Linked DNA regions of Mus musculus: region 2 is linked to region 1. The links are chromatin contacts, called in public promoter capture Hi-C maps. All regions are on one chromosome and are shown on one strand. The core of a region is the stretch at or near the end of the contact, and the rest is flanking DNA. Distances in the headings are between cores, read along the strand shown. Region 1 holds the start of Tprgl (transformation related protein 63 regulated like). Region 2 holds the start of Agrn (agrin).

Region 1 (3,914 bases), core at 602-3,101:
CAACAGGTGGAAAATCTTTTTTACAGACGCACATGCTCTGGAGTGCACCTCACTAAGCAGGTGATGCTGTAATTGCACACGCTGCCTGCACTGGTGTGCTGTGCACTGACTGACAGGTAGCATCACAGATGGAGGAATTCATGAGGACTATGATGTCACCAAGTGACAGGGCTTTCTCAGCCCTACTCTAACTGTGCAGAATGCTCAGCGCTCCCTCAGCACCTCTCCTGGGAACTTCCAGAGTACCTGTGTCACCAGCAGCACCTGCCAAGCCCCGCCAGTACTGTGGGCTTTTCCCATGCTCGCTCACCCACCCAGTCCAGACTGAGCATCCTGCAATGGGATGGTGACTCTGTTCTTAAACAGCACCACCTAGCTTCCTACTGTGGAACTGCACCTCCAGGGTTCACACTGACAGTGGCCTTGGCCTGCTTACATGGCACAGAGACGCTGTCTTCTCGTCCATGCCAGCCATTGGGTGTTCTATGAAGGTGGCATAGGGCATGTTTGTAGACCAGGGGTTCCATCTGTTGATGAAGGAAGGGCGGCTCTGCTTGTCCCACTGAATGCGAACCCCAAAGCCTTCTCTCCTGATGGGGGAGGGGGAGAAAGCCTTGCTTACCACAGGAATACAACATTGCATTCAGTATCAGGGATGGCTGGGGAACCTGTGACCTAGTGTAACAATGGCCTCCACTAACAGCTTCACACACTTCCAAAGCGTAACAAGTTAATGAGCCTCCTTTGCAGCCTATGAAACCGGCACACAGTCCAACCTGGCCTAATTATGGCCGTGTTTGTTCTTAATGTTACTGAATGATGCTTAAGTTAGTAGCCATTAGCTTCCTGGAGTCCCTAGTCAAATAATTCTTTTATAGCAAGCCAACCAGTCTCTGAAGGCTGTTAGGTGTTTTGCGATGTATCGAATTTTTAGTAATACTGAGCACATGCCCTGTGTCTCCCTCCTGCTGGAGTTAAAACTCCCAGACTCCCTACATAGCTTATGACAGTGGGCTCTGATTCCATGTATCTTAACGGTATTTAAATGAATGGTTTTTAGTGGGGACAGAGTGGCCGACTGTGCCAGCATCCCTTTCAAGGAGGTACTGAGCAACCCGGAAATCACCAGCCTCTACTTAAAGGTCCTTTCCACTGGTTCTTCAAGATGAGACCTTTACCTCACAAGAGAGTGGGTCAATACCACTTACAGGATCCGCTGGGGCCCTGCCGTGTAGTGCGCTGGTGCACCTACTTGTTGAGCGACTTCGGAGGAAACTGGAATTCTCCACAGGAGATGGTGTCTACCGCGCTGAGCGCCACCCTGACCACCTGCTGGCACTGAAGGCTGATGAAGTCATATTTGCAGATGAGCAGCGACTGGTCGGTGACCAGCACCAGCCGCTCCTTCTCGTTGTTCCAGTGGTCCACCCTGGAGAGGAGAGGGGCCGCCCATCACCAAGAGCCCCGCCTGCCCCCGCCCGCCCCCGCCCAGTGTCCCCGCAGTCCCCTCGCGCCGGCTTACTCGGTCAGCAGCCACACCCCCTGGATCTCGCCGTCCTCCACGGGCCGTACCACGGCGCGGATCTCCTCGACCGCCTGCTCGATGGTGCCGGGCCGGAACACGAAGTACTCCTTGACGCGGGCGCGGCGTGTAGGGTCGTGGACGTTCAGCGGCCACAACGTCTGGCGCAGCGGTGTGCCCGCCCCAGGCCGGCCCGCACCCGCGTCCTCGCCGGCCGCCAGCACCGCCGTGGGGCTCGTGCCCGCCGAGTCCACCGTGTCCCGCAGCTGCAGCATCGCGCCGCCACCGGCAGCCTCCACCGACGGCCGCCGCCCCGGCGTCCGCCCGGCCGCGCCCCGCCCTCCCTCGTTCGCCTTGTGATTGGTTGAGTCCTGCAGAGCCCGCCTTCCGGACCCGCCTCCAGCTCCGTCGACTGCGTCTCGCGATTGGCTTTCCCCTAAGCTGTCTTCTGCAATTGGGTCTAAAGTGCTGCCGTTCATGATTACGGCGGCCCCTCCTGGGCCGGAAGCTGCCGCCACGCGCGGAGCCACTTCCTGTTTACAGGAAGGGCGAGTTAAAAAAAAAAAAAATGCCGGTCGGGGGTTCCTGGCTGAGAACGGGGAAAGGGACGCCATGGACTCGCGCGGAAGGGGGCACTTGGGGGCTCGTGCGTAGGGCGTTGCCCCGACAGTGTGTCCTCGCTTGGCTCCGTGCCCTTCACCTTCGGGCTTACGGTGCACTTCGGGCGGAGGTGTGCGGCGCACTTAGGAGGTGTGCATGCCTGGGGAGTGTGAAAGTGTGGGCATGGGTGTGTGCGCGTCTGAGGATTGTGAAAGCGTGGGAATGGGTGTGTGCGCGTCTGAGGATTGTGGACACTGTGTCGGGGCACCTCAGATAGAGGCTTCTCAGGAGTGTGCTGCACTCCTTGGGCGTGGTCACCTTGGGAGTGTGGGTTTATAGGGTGTGTGCACACTGGAGATAGGAGTGTGTGCAGGTCAGAGGTGGCTGTCAGAGGGTTCTTTATATTGGGCATGATACGCACAAGTAAGCTACCATGTCACCGAAGAGTGCTGCTGGGGCGGGGGGTGGGGGGAGTTGGAAGGAAACGCCGTAGGATGCTCTTGGGCCCTGCAGCTTCTCCCTGGGACAGAAGCCATGCGAGATGTCCCTGAGTTCCTGCTCCCACGGGGGTGCCAGCAGTGTGCCTGGGTTGATGGAGCTAATGGACCGCTATGATAGTGTGGCCCAAAAGTCTTTTCTAACAGTCACCAAGACATAGGTTAGACTCATCAGTGAATGACAGCCCAAGATACAGCTCAGGCCTGTAGTCTGTCTCCTGACCGTTGTGAGGGCTCCTTAGCCTGCTGGACCTTTTACAGTGTGGCTTCGTCAGAGAATCCAGTCCAATGAGGTCTCCGGGACACTGGTGGGAGCAGCCACGATGACGTGAATTCCCACAGAGGTTCCTGAGACCGCTGTGGATGTGAAGAGTGTGCTGAAAGCTGACAGAGAAAGGGGAGATGAATAGATAAGTGCATATAAGGCAATAAGCCAGGGATGGAGAGGTGGCTCAGCAGTTAAGAACACTGGCTGCGCCGGGCGTGGTGGCGCACGCCTTTAATCCCAGCACTCGGGAGGCAGAGGCAGGCAGATTTCTGAGTTCCAGGCCAGCCTGGTCTACATAGTGAGTTCCAGGACAGCCAGGGCTACACAGAGAAACCCTGTCTCGAAAAAAACCAAAAAAAAAAAAAAAAAAAATCAAGGAGGCTTCTACCTTTAGGGCTGGTAAGATGGCTCAGTTGGTAAGAGCACCCGACTGCTCTTCCGAAGGTCCAAAGTTCAAATCCCAGCAACCACATGGTGGCTCACAACCACCCGTAATGAGATCTGATGCCCTCTTCTGGTGCATCTGAAGACAGCTACAGTGTACTTACATATAATAAATAAATAAATAAATCTTTAAAAAAAAAAACAAAAAACACTGGCTGCTCTTCCAAAGGACTGGGGTTCAATCCCCAGCACCCACATGGCAGCTCACGACTCTTAACTCCAGGATCCAATACCCTTACACAGACTTATATGCAGACAAAACACCAATGCACATAAGAATAATGTTTAATAACACAAATAAGCAAATGTCAAGTTTGTGGCATGCATGAATCCTAGGTGTGAGAGAGAAACATCATCTATTTCTGGCTCAGCCTTTCTTATACAACACAGGACTACCTTGCCCTAAGGTGGCACCACATGAAATGGGCAGAGCCCCCCCCCCCATATTACTCACCAATTAAGAAAATGTTACAGCCGGGCGTGGTGGCACACGCCTATAATCCCAGCACTCAGGAGGCAGAGGCAGGTGGATTTCTGATACTGGCACTTAGAGCCTCTCATTCAAAGGATCACGGCTAAGCAG
Region 2 (3,800 bases), core at 244-2,743, 2.0 Mb after region 1:
CCCTTTCTGACAGACATGGCTGGAAGATGTAGCCCGCAGCGCCCACAGGATAAGTCCAGGGCCCCCAGACACTTTTTGGAAAGGATTTCTAGGAAGGAGCCCCTTATTGAGGCGCTCTGGGGATTTGGGGTTCTGGAATGGAGGGAGCAAAAAAGACAATGGGCAGCTTTTCCACCTGCCTAGCTCCTGCGAGACACCTAAGACTTGCAGCACCTAAAGAACTTTATCTACCTGCGCCCCCCACCCCCAACTATTGTGGGAGATAACCCAAAGGGGGAAAGCTCACAGTTCTCACACCTCCCCCACCCCAGCCACACCCAGGAGCAGCGGGGAGGAAGTCGGGAAAATCCTGCAGGGACTTGGCAAAGTGCCTCGGCAGGGAGAGGAGGGGGCCCAGCGGGGGGATCCCATGAACACACGGTACTCTGAAGGAAGTCACCATCCTTCTCATTCCCAAAGAGTAAGAACAAATCCTGTTTCCAGCGAAGCGATTTGAGGGACGAGGAGAACCAGCAACGGATATTCCGAGGGTATCGACCCCATACCTATTCCAAGGTGCTCTCAAATTCAGCTGCAGTTGAAACAGAGCTAATTCTACCGTATGGCAGGAGAAACCCAGTCCTTTGAGCCCCTGCGCCTCGAGCACAGGAAACTCAGCCACAGCCCTCTGCCCATTTCTCTGCTCCGGCTCGGACACGCGTTCGCTGCAGCACCTTACGCAGGCTCCCCGGGTTGCAGATTAGACCACACACCCCTGACTCCCTGCAGACCACCCCTCGCCCTGGTAAAGGCCTCGCCACAGGTCGACTTCGTCCCCCCTCGTGCCTCCCCGAGCCCTATTCGTTCCTTTTGGCGAAGGTGTACACTTGTTCCCAACAAGAAAGAGGGGCTCTGGACAAGGGTGGGGGCGGGCACGACAGCAACCGGGGCCTGGACGCCGTGAAAGGAGCCACAGCGGCCCCGCAGTAACTTTCGCACCGAGCGGCGGAGTTTTCCGGGACCCGAGCGCCCCCCCCCCCCGGAGGCTCGGCGGTCGCCGAGGGAGCTCCAGCTGGGGCCGCAGAAACGTGCCGGGTTCGTTCCCACGGCTTGGGGACGGGGTCGCAGCGGGGCGGCCGGCACGCGAAGGGCGGGCCTCGGGGACGGGGACCACGGGGGAGAGGAGCCCCGGGCTGGGAATCCAGAGGGCTGGGTCTCGTGGGGTCCGGCCGGGGCCCACCTTGCAGGAGTAGGTGTGCTGCACCGGGTCCACGTTGAGGATCTCCTCCACTGTGCCGGTGAGCACCACGTTCGCCTCCTCCTCGCGCCGCTCCAAGGCGCGCTCCGGGCACGTCCCGCTGGCGCCCGGCACGGCTGGCGCGGCCGCCGCCAGGAGCAGCAGCAGCGGCAGCAGCGGGGCCGGGAAGCTCAGCCGCGGGCGGACCATGGCGCAGCCCGGAACGGCGGGAGGGAGCCGGGAGAGCGCGCGGGCCGGACCGCTCGGGGGGCAGGACTGGACCGCAGCGCGGCGGAGGAGGAGGGAGGGCGGACGGCGTGGGTGGGGCGGGGACTGGGCGGGGACGGGGCGGGGACGGCGTGGGTGGGGCGGGGACTGGGCGGGGACGGGGCGGGGACTGGGCGGGGACTGGCGGCCCCGCCCCGCCCCCTGAGGGCTCAGCCCGCCCCCCGCTCCCTGCGACCCGCGCGGGCAGCGAACAAAGCCCGGAGACTGCGGCGCCCGCCGAGCTGGGGCGGGGGCTCGGCCGGGTGGGTGGGTGGGTGGCCGCCTTGGGGGAGGGGGAGGCGTCGCGCCGGGGCCCCTCCCCCGTCCGCCTGAACTGTCCTCCCACCGGGAAATGCAGCTGAAGTCAGGTTGATGTATAATCGAGGGGCGACGTGCTGGGAATTCCAAGGGGCTCGCCCGGTCTGCACAGGAGACGCTGGCGGAGCCGGACCTTCCCTTCCCCAGCCTGACGCTAGGGCTGCGCGCAGAGGGCCCCGCGGCTGTCCCGGTGCCACCACAGGCCACGCCCCCTGCCGATGGCCGGTCAGCGGTGACTGTGCCGAATGCGCCCAGACCCGCCCAGTGTGATGCTCCTTGTGGACTTAAGTCTTCTCCAGTCTTGCTACAGAACCGTCCCCGCCCCCTCCGTCTCTCCCTCTGTGGACCAGAGCTTCCCCAGCTTGGCCTGGCTAAGTGCAGGATATAAACCGAGGCCCCCGGGAGCCAAGCTAGCACTAGACCTACAGGAGGTTGAAAGAACGCGCAGGGCGGTGGTGGCGCACTCGGGAGGCAGAGGCAGGTGGATTTCTGAGTTCGAGGCCAGCCTGGTCTACAAAGTGAGTTCCAGGACAGCCAGGGCTACACAGAGAAACCCTGTCTCAAAAAACCAAAAACAAAACAAACAAACCGAGAGAATGGGTGGGGGGGGGGGGGATAGGGGATTTTCTGGATAGCATTTGAAATGTAAGTGAAGAAAAAAATTTTGGAAAAAAAAAAAAACAAAAAAAAAACGAGAGAAGACACTATGCTATCTTCCATAGGCTGTTGAGCCAGAAGCCAGAGTGAAGTGTGAGTGTCAGCAGCTCTTCCTCCTGAGAAAGACTCCACCTTCTGGACCCAGATTTGAGGTCGCATCTACACAGTGGGCTCCAGCGTTGCTAGATCTGGCATCACCTAATCCAGATAAGCACAAACACACCAACCAGAAGGGGGTCTTCTGAGGTTCCACTCAAATTCTCTTAAAGGTCTGAAGGACCACAGAAGGACTTGTACTGACTTGCTTGTGCCCTAAGCGCACTCAAAGGCCCGAGTAAGCTGATAGAGGAAAAGACAAAGAGCCATCAGGCAGAAAGGGGGGTGAAGCTTTTTCAAATTGGGTGCCTCCTATCTGAGACATGATGTCCTTTGTGGACAGATGAGCCTCCAATTACTTGTGCCCATCTAACCTGCCTATAGTGGCCTCTTTATAGCCCCGATGAGGATGAGGTGTACTTGCTAACTACCATGTCCTAAACAGCAGGTGGCTGATTTGAATGGTGAGACCCCATCCTACCCTCTGTGAACTAGTGCAGGTGGGACTAGGAACACATACAAAAGAACACATCACCCTCCTTCACAGCTTACCCAGGTAAGAACATTCCTTCACTGTTCCCAAAGGATCTCAGCAGTTCACTGGTTCCATTAGGAGCCTCATCCTGCTACTGGTAGAAACTGGCCTAACCTGTCCCTGAGCCATATGTAGACATGGGGACATTTTTAGGGCCTGGCTGAGACTAAGGACTGGGTCCCAGCAAAAGTGTCTTTCTCCAGAAGTGAATTAATTACTCAAAGGGTCTGGAAGGGGCATTTCCTCACTAGGCTCTCACTGTGAAATCCTTGTCTCTTAACTTGGCAACCCAGAGCCTTCTCACCATGGATAGAAGGGCATTTCTGGAGAGGGACAAGCAAACAAGAGGCAGAGCTTTTTATTGCATCATCTTTTTTTTTTTTTGATATTTTTTCTAATTAGGTATTTTCCTCGTTTACATTTCCAATGCTATCCCAAAAGTCCTCCATACCCCCCCCCCCATCATCTTTTATAACCAACACTGGCTCTGGATGGGGGCCTTAGGCACACTGGTCCCCTCCCCCACCCCTCAGGCGCAAATGCTTGATCACTGTGCACTGGGGCTTTAGGCCATACTCCCCCAGCAGCTCCTTGTCCTCCATGGGCCTTCCCTCGAAGCTCAGCCAGAACTGGTCTTCGTGGACTTGTTCCCGCTGGGACACCTTCTTCTTAAGCGTGTCTACAGTCTGCGTCAGAAAGACCTCATAGATG

The links. Promoter capture Hi-C pulls out the DNA fragments that hold promoters and counts their contacts.
Region 2: a promoter capture Hi-C map of pre-B cells shows a contact between it and region 1, with 2.5 times the contacts expected there. The contact joins the promoter of Agrn here to the promoter of Tprgl in region 1.

The regions. Positions count from the first base shown.
Region 1 is chr4:154,158,833-154,162,746 of GRCm38.p6, forward strand. Tprgl (transformation related protein 63 regulated like) reads right to left here and starts at 1,852. Exons shown (of 4, transcript NM_026388.2): 1 at 1,523-1,852; 2 at 1,253-1,429; 3 at 437-590. The coding sequence starts at 1,797.
Region 2 is chr4:156,195,995-156,199,794 of GRCm38.p6, forward strand. Agrn (agrin) reads right to left here and starts at 1,494. Exons shown (of 36, transcript NM_021604.3): 1 at 1,220-1,494. The coding sequence starts at 1,426. It overlaps Gm46878 (a long non-coding RNA gene), which reads left to right. Exons shown (of 4, transcript XR_003955191.1): 4 at 2,524-3,509. It overlaps Isg15 (ISG15 ubiquitin-like modifier), which reads right to left. Exons shown (of 2, transcript NM_015783.3): 2 at 3,430-3,800. The coding sequence ends at 3,590.